Linked DNA regions of Mus musculus: region 2 is linked to region 1. A link is a contact called in public promoter capture Hi-C data. All regions are on one chromosome and are shown on one strand. The core of a region is the stretch at or near the end of the contact, and the rest is flanking DNA. Distances in the headings are between cores, read along the strand shown. Region 1 holds the start of Tprgl (transformation related protein 63 regulated like). Region 2 holds the start of Agrn (agrin).

What was found. Promoter capture Hi-C pulls out the DNA fragments that hold promoters and counts their contacts.
Region 2: a contact with region 1 is called in a promoter capture Hi-C map of pre-B cells, with 2.5 times the contacts expected there. The contact joins the promoter of Agrn here to the promoter of Tprgl in region 1.

Annotation. Positions count from the first base shown.
Region 1 is chr4:154,158,340-154,162,579 of GRCm38.p6, reverse strand. Tprgl (transformation related protein 63 regulated like) reads left to right here and starts at 1,896. Exons shown (of 4, transcript NM_026388.2): 1 at 1,896-2,225; 2 at 2,319-2,495; 3 at 3,158-3,311; 4 at 4,015-4,240. The coding sequence starts at 1,951. The coding sequence ends at 4,209.
Region 2 is chr4:156,195,097-156,199,336 of GRCm38.p6, reverse strand. Agrn (agrin) reads left to right here and starts at 1,849. Exons shown (of 36, transcript NM_021604.3): 1 at 1,849-2,123; 2 at 3,832-4,093. The coding sequence starts at 1,917. Gm46878 (a long non-coding RNA gene) reads right to left here. Exons shown (of 4, transcript XR_003955191.1): 4 at 1-819.

The sequences.
Region 1 (4,240 bases), core at 647-3,146:
TGGTGCCACCTTAGGGCAAGGTAGTCCTGTGTTGTATAAGAAAGGCTGAGCCAGAAATAGATGATGTTTCTCTCTCACACCTAGGATTCATGCATGCCACAAACTTGACATTTGCTTATTTGTGTTATTAAACATTATTCTTATGTGCATTGGTGTTTTGTCTGCATATAAGTCTGTGTAAGGGTATTGGATCCTGGAGTTAAGAGTCGTGAGCTGCCATGTGGGTGCTGGGGATTGAACCCCAGTCCTTTGGAAGAGCAGCCAGTGTTTTTTGTTTTTTTTTTTAAAGATTTATTTATTTATTTATTATATGTAAGTACACTGTAGCTGTCTTCAGATGCACCAGAAGAGGGCATCAGATCTCATTACGGGTGGTTGTGAGCCACCATGTGGTTGCTGGGATTTGAACTTTGGACCTTCGGAAGAGCAGTCGGGTGCTCTTACCAACTGAGCCATCTTACCAGCCCTAAAGGTAGAAGCCTCCTTGATTTTTTTTTTTTTTTTTTTTGGTTTTTTTCGAGACAGGGTTTCTCTGTGTAGCCCTGGCTGTCCTGGAACTCACTATGTAGACCAGGCTGGCCTGGAACTCAGAAATCTGCCTGCCTCTGCCTCCCGAGTGCTGGGATTAAAGGCGTGCGCCACCACGCCCGGCGCAGCCAGTGTTCTTAACTGCTGAGCCACCTCTCCATCCCTGGCTTATTGCCTTATATGCACTTATCTATTCATCTCCCCTTTCTCTGTCAGCTTTCAGCACACTCTTCACATCCACAGCGGTCTCAGGAACCTCTGTGGGAATTCACGTCATCGTGGCTGCTCCCACCAGTGTCCCGGAGACCTCATTGGACTGGATTCTCTGACGAAGCCACACTGTAAAAGGTCCAGCAGGCTAAGGAGCCCTCACAACGGTCAGGAGACAGACTACAGGCCTGAGCTGTATCTTGGGCTGTCATTCACTGATGAGTCTAACCTATGTCTTGGTGACTGTTAGAAAAGACTTTTGGGCCACACTATCATAGCGGTCCATTAGCTCCATCAACCCAGGCACACTGCTGGCACCCCCGTGGGAGCAGGAACTCAGGGACATCTCGCATGGCTTCTGTCCCAGGGAGAAGCTGCAGGGCCCAAGAGCATCCTACGGCGTTTCCTTCCAACTCCCCCCACCCCCCGCCCCAGCAGCACTCTTCGGTGACATGGTAGCTTACTTGTGCGTATCATGCCCAATATAAAGAACCCTCTGACAGCCACCTCTGACCTGCACACACTCCTATCTCCAGTGTGCACACACCCTATAAACCCACACTCCCAAGGTGACCACGCCCAAGGAGTGCAGCACACTCCTGAGAAGCCTCTATCTGAGGTGCCCCGACACAGTGTCCACAATCCTCAGACGCGCACACACCCATTCCCACGCTTTCACAATCCTCAGACGCGCACACACCCATGCCCACACTTTCACACTCCCCAGGCATGCACACCTCCTAAGTGCGCCGCACACCTCCGCCCGAAGTGCACCGTAAGCCCGAAGGTGAAGGGCACGGAGCCAAGCGAGGACACACTGTCGGGGCAACGCCCTACGCACGAGCCCCCAAGTGCCCCCTTCCGCGCGAGTCCATGGCGTCCCTTTCCCCGTTCTCAGCCAGGAACCCCCGACCGGCATTTTTTTTTTTTTTAACTCGCCCTTCCTGTAAACAGGAAGTGGCTCCGCGCGTGGCGGCAGCTTCCGGCCCAGGAGGGGCCGCCGTAATCATGAACGGCAGCACTTTAGACCCAATTGCAGAAGACAGCTTAGGGGAAAGCCAATCGCGAGACGCAGTCGACGGAGCTGGAGGCGGGTCCGGAAGGCGGGCTCTGCAGGACTCAACCAATCACAAGGCGAACGAGGGAGGGCGGGGCGCGGCCGGGCGGACGCCGGGGCGGCGGCCGTCGGTGGAGGCTGCCGGTGGCGGCGCGATGCTGCAGCTGCGGGACACGGTGGACTCGGCGGGCACGAGCCCCACGGCGGTGCTGGCGGCCGGCGAGGACGCGGGTGCGGGCCGGCCTGGGGCGGGCACACCGCTGCGCCAGACGTTGTGGCCGCTGAACGTCCACGACCCTACACGCCGCGCCCGCGTCAAGGAGTACTTCGTGTTCCGGCCCGGCACCATCGAGCAGGCGGTCGAGGAGATCCGCGCCGTGGTACGGCCCGTGGAGGACGGCGAGATCCAGGGGGTGTGGCTGCTGACCGAGTAAGCCGGCGCGAGGGGACTGCGGGGACACTGGGCGGGGGCGGGCGGGGGCAGGCGGGGCTCTTGGTGATGGGCGGCCCCTCTCCTCTCCAGGGTGGACCACTGGAACAACGAGAAGGAGCGGCTGGTGCTGGTCACCGACCAGTCGCTGCTCATCTGCAAATATGACTTCATCAGCCTTCAGTGCCAGCAGGTGGTCAGGGTGGCGCTCAGCGCGGTAGACACCATCTCCTGTGGAGAATTCCAGTTTCCTCCGAAGTCGCTCAACAAGTAGGTGCACCAGCGCACTACACGGCAGGGCCCCAGCGGATCCTGTAAGTGGTATTGACCCACTCTCTTGTGAGGTAAAGGTCTCATCTTGAAGAACCAGTGGAAAGGACCTTTAAGTAGAGGCTGGTGATTTCCGGGTTGCTCAGTACCTCCTTGAAAGGGATGCTGGCACAGTCGGCCACTCTGTCCCCACTAAAAACCATTCATTTAAATACCGTTAAGATACATGGAATCAGAGCCCACTGTCATAAGCTATGTAGGGAGTCTGGGAGTTTTAACTCCAGCAGGAGGGAGACACAGGGCATGTGCTCAGTATTACTAAAAATTCGATACATCGCAAAACACCTAACAGCCTTCAGAGACTGGTTGGCTTGCTATAAAAGAATTATTTGACTAGGGACTCCAGGAAGCTAATGGCTACTAACTTAAGCATCATTCAGTAACATTAAGAACAAACACGGCCATAATTAGGCCAGGTTGGACTGTGTGCCGGTTTCATAGGCTGCAAAGGAGGCTCATTAACTTGTTACGCTTTGGAAGTGTGTGAAGCTGTTAGTGGAGGCCATTGTTACACTAGGTCACAGGTTCCCCAGCCATCCCTGATACTGAATGCAATGTTGTATTCCTGTGGTAAGCAAGGCTTTCTCCCCCTCCCCCATCAGGAGAGAAGGCTTTGGGGTTCGCATTCAGTGGGACAAGCAGAGCCGCCCTTCCTTCATCAACAGATGGAACCCCTGGTCTACAAACATGCCCTATGCCACCTTCATAGAACACCCAATGGCTGGCATGGACGAGAAGACAGCGTCTCTGTGCCATGTAAGCAGGCCAAGGCCACTGTCAGTGTGAACCCTGGAGGTGCAGTTCCACAGTAGGAAGCTAGGTGGTGCTGTTTAAGAACAGAGTCACCATCCCATTGCAGGATGCTCAGTCTGGACTGGGTGGGTGAGCGAGCATGGGAAAAGCCCACAGTACTGGCGGGGCTTGGCAGGTGCTGCTGGTGACACAGGTACTCTGGAAGTTCCCAGGAGAGGTGCTGAGGGAGCGCTGAGCATTCTGCACAGTTAGAGTAGGGCTGAGAAAGCCCTGTCACTTGGTGACATCATAGTCCTCATGAATTCCTCCATCTGTGATGCTACCTGTCAGTCAGTGCACAGCACACCAGTGCAGGCAGCGTGTGCAATTACAGCATCACCTGCTTAGTGAGGTGCACTCCAGAGCATGTGCGTCTGTAAAAAAGATTTTCCACCTGTTGGCACTGGCAGTACCTTGTCTCAGGCTGCCGAATCTCCTGACTGCATCTTTAGAGATAGACTGGTACTCTCTAGGTTGGACTTAAGGCAGGTCCCTTCATGATGTTTGTACATGATGAACCACCTGATGACACAGCTCATAGGGCCCAACCTGTCATTGGTGATGTCATCACTATGTGGTATTTGGGAGGATTTGAACTCAGAATCCTCGTTTCCCAGTACTGCTGTCTTGGCATGAGGTTAAGGCTCCATGTTTATTCTCTTCAAAGTTGGAAAGCTTCAAGGCTCTCCTGATCCAAGCTGTCAAGAAGGCCCAGAAGGAGAGCCCACTGCCAGGGCAGGCGAATACCGTGCTGGTGCTGGAGCGCCCCCTCCTCATCGAGACCTACGTGGGGCTCATGTCCTTCATCAACAATGAAGCCAAGCTGGGCTACTCCATGACCAGGGGCAAGATAGGCTTCTAGACAGCTGCGTCCCGGAAACCAAGGTGGTGGG
Region 2 (4,240 bases), core at 600-3,099, 2.0 Mb before region 1:
GCCTAGTGAGGAAATGCCCCTTCCAGACCCTTTGAGTAATTAATTCACTTCTGGAGAAAGACACTTTTGCTGGGACCCAGTCCTTAGTCTCAGCCAGGCCCTAAAAATGTCCCCATGTCTACATATGGCTCAGGGACAGGTTAGGCCAGTTTCTACCAGTAGCAGGATGAGGCTCCTAATGGAACCAGTGAACTGCTGAGATCCTTTGGGAACAGTGAAGGAATGTTCTTACCTGGGTAAGCTGTGAAGGAGGGTGATGTGTTCTTTTGTATGTGTTCCTAGTCCCACCTGCACTAGTTCACAGAGGGTAGGATGGGGTCTCACCATTCAAATCAGCCACCTGCTGTTTAGGACATGGTAGTTAGCAAGTACACCTCATCCTCATCGGGGCTATAAAGAGGCCACTATAGGCAGGTTAGATGGGCACAAGTAATTGGAGGCTCATCTGTCCACAAAGGACATCATGTCTCAGATAGGAGGCACCCAATTTGAAAAAGCTTCACCCCCCTTTCTGCCTGATGGCTCTTTGTCTTTTCCTCTATCAGCTTACTCGGGCCTTTGAGTGCGCTTAGGGCACAAGCAAGTCAGTACAAGTCCTTCTGTGGTCCTTCAGACCTTTAAGAGAATTTGAGTGGAACCTCAGAAGACCCCCTTCTGGTTGGTGTGTTTGTGCTTATCTGGATTAGGTGATGCCAGATCTAGCAACGCTGGAGCCCACTGTGTAGATGCGACCTCAAATCTGGGTCCAGAAGGTGGAGTCTTTCTCAGGAGGAAGAGCTGCTGACACTCACACTTCACTCTGGCTTCTGGCTCAACAGCCTATGGAAGATAGCATAGTGTCTTCTCTCGTTTTTTTTTTGTTTTTTTTTTTTTCCAAAATTTTTTTCTTCACTTACATTTCAAATGCTATCCAGAAAATCCCCTATCCCCCCCCCCCCCACCCATTCTCTCGGTTTGTTTGTTTTGTTTTTGGTTTTTTGAGACAGGGTTTCTCTGTGTAGCCCTGGCTGTCCTGGAACTCACTTTGTAGACCAGGCTGGCCTCGAACTCAGAAATCCACCTGCCTCTGCCTCCCGAGTGCGCCACCACCGCCCTGCGCGTTCTTTCAACCTCCTGTAGGTCTAGTGCTAGCTTGGCTCCCGGGGGCCTCGGTTTATATCCTGCACTTAGCCAGGCCAAGCTGGGGAAGCTCTGGTCCACAGAGGGAGAGACGGAGGGGGCGGGGACGGTTCTGTAGCAAGACTGGAGAAGACTTAAGTCCACAAGGAGCATCACACTGGGCGGGTCTGGGCGCATTCGGCACAGTCACCGCTGACCGGCCATCGGCAGGGGGCGTGGCCTGTGGTGGCACCGGGACAGCCGCGGGGCCCTCTGCGCGCAGCCCTAGCGTCAGGCTGGGGAAGGGAAGGTCCGGCTCCGCCAGCGTCTCCTGTGCAGACCGGGCGAGCCCCTTGGAATTCCCAGCACGTCGCCCCTCGATTATACATCAACCTGACTTCAGCTGCATTTCCCGGTGGGAGGACAGTTCAGGCGGACGGGGGAGGGGCCCCGGCGCGACGCCTCCCCCTCCCCCAAGGCGGCCACCCACCCACCCACCCGGCCGAGCCCCCGCCCCAGCTCGGCGGGCGCCGCAGTCTCCGGGCTTTGTTCGCTGCCCGCGCGGGTCGCAGGGAGCGGGGGGCGGGCTGAGCCCTCAGGGGGCGGGGCGGGGCCGCCAGTCCCCGCCCAGTCCCCGCCCCGTCCCCGCCCAGTCCCCGCCCCACCCACGCCGTCCCCGCCCCGTCCCCGCCCAGTCCCCGCCCCACCCACGCCGTCCGCCCTCCCTCCTCCTCCGCCGCGCTGCGGTCCAGTCCTGCCCCCCGAGCGGTCCGGCCCGCGCGCTCTCCCGGCTCCCTCCCGCCGTTCCGGGCTGCGCCATGGTCCGCCCGCGGCTGAGCTTCCCGGCCCCGCTGCTGCCGCTGCTGCTGCTCCTGGCGGCGGCCGCGCCAGCCGTGCCGGGCGCCAGCGGGACGTGCCCGGAGCGCGCCTTGGAGCGGCGCGAGGAGGAGGCGAACGTGGTGCTCACCGGCACAGTGGAGGAGATCCTCAACGTGGACCCGGTGCAGCACACCTACTCCTGCAAGGTGGGCCCCGGCCGGACCCCACGAGACCCAGCCCTCTGGATTCCCAGCCCGGGGCTCCTCTCCCCCGTGGTCCCCGTCCCCGAGGCCCGCCCTTCGCGTGCCGGCCGCCCCGCTGCGACCCCGTCCCCAAGCCGTGGGAACGAACCCGGCACGTTTCTGCGGCCCCAGCTGGAGCTCCCTCGGCGACCGCCGAGCCTCCGGGGGGGGGGGGCGCTCGGGTCCCGGAAAACTCCGCCGCTCGGTGCGAAAGTTACTGCGGGGCCGCTGTGGCTCCTTTCACGGCGTCCAGGCCCCGGTTGCTGTCGTGCCCGCCCCCACCCTTGTCCAGAGCCCCTCTTTCTTGTTGGGAACAAGTGTACACCTTCGCCAAAAGGAACGAATAGGGCTCGGGGAGGCACGAGGGGGGACGAAGTCGACCTGTGGCGAGGCCTTTACCAGGGCGAGGGGTGGTCTGCAGGGAGTCAGGGGTGTGTGGTCTAATCTGCAACCCGGGGAGCCTGCGTAAGGTGCTGCAGCGAACGCGTGTCCGAGCCGGAGCAGAGAAATGGGCAGAGGGCTGTGGCTGAGTTTCCTGTGCTCGAGGCGCAGGGGCTCAAAGGACTGGGTTTCTCCTGCCATACGGTAGAATTAGCTCTGTTTCAACTGCAGCTGAATTTGAGAGCACCTTGGAATAGGTATGGGGTCGATACCCTCGGAATATCCGTTGCTGGTTCTCCTCGTCCCTCAAATCGCTTCGCTGGAAACAGGATTTGTTCTTACTCTTTGGGAATGAGAAGGATGGTGACTTCCTTCAGAGTACCGTGTGTTCATGGGATCCCCCCGCTGGGCCCCCTCCTCTCCCTGCCGAGGCACTTTGCCAAGTCCCTGCAGGATTTTCCCGACTTCCTCCCCGCTGCTCCTGGGTGTGGCTGGGGTGGGGGAGGTGTGAGAACTGTGAGCTTTCCCCCTTTGGGTTATCTCCCACAATAGTTGGGGGTGGGGGGCGCAGGTAGATAAAGTTCTTTAGGTGCTGCAAGTCTTAGGTGTCTCGCAGGAGCTAGGCAGGTGGAAAAGCTGCCCATTGTCTTTTTTGCTCCCTCCATTCCAGAACCCCAAATCCCCAGAGCGCCTCAATAAGGGGCTCCTTCCTAGAAATCCTTTCCAAAAAGTGTCTGGGGGCCCTGGACTTATCCTGTGGGCGCTGCGGGCTACATCTTCCAGCCATGTCTGTCAGAAAGGGTGCCCTCGGGGCCCTAAATAAGGAGGTGGAGGGTGGGGCTGACTTGCATTGCCCAAACTTGACTTTGTGGCTCAGAGCTGCCTCGCTGCACAGACTCAGGCAGACTATGGAGCAAAGAAGTGGGTCTTTACTTCCTGGGAGAGGTGTTGGCCCACACAAGGCTGTGAAGATCCCAGCTGGGATCTTGCTCTTAAGTCCTTTCACCTAAAGTGTCTGGTCCTGACTGGACCCTTAGAGTTGGACTTGGGCTGGATAGACCTGAGGTGGGACAATTGTTAGATGGTTAGATGATTGTTAGCCTTCTTATGTCATCCTGAATCCAGTAGGTGTCTACTGCACTGCAGCCTTGGAACATCTCTGCCCAAGGCTGGGGTTCACTGTGCACATTGGCTTGAGCTAGTGAGACCAGAGAGGGGGAAGGGTCCAGGTGTCCAGCCTGCAACCCTGTCCTCATAGGACCAATACACTTTTACTTCCATGTCCGCTCAGGTTCGAGTGTGGCGGTACTTGAAAGGCAAAGATGTGGTGGCCCAAGAGAGCCTGCTGGATGGTGGCAACAAGGTGGTAATTGGTGGCTTTGGAGACCCCCTCATCTGCGACAACCAGGTGTCCACCGGGGACACTAGAATCTTCTTTGTGAACCCAGCACCACCCTACCTGTGGCCAGCCCACAAGAATGAGTTGATGCTCAACTCCAGCCTTATGCGGATCACTTTGCGGAACCTGGAAGAGGTGGAGTTCTGTGTAGAAGGTGCGTGGTGAGAGTGTTCCTTTAAGGGCCAGTGGCTTGCTGATAGTGACAGAAATTTATGGGATCAGGGTGGGGTGCAGAGGAGAGCTTGCCGTGGGCAGGAGAGTAAACCATCACCCCGCCGCCTACCTGTGATGCGTTATTGCT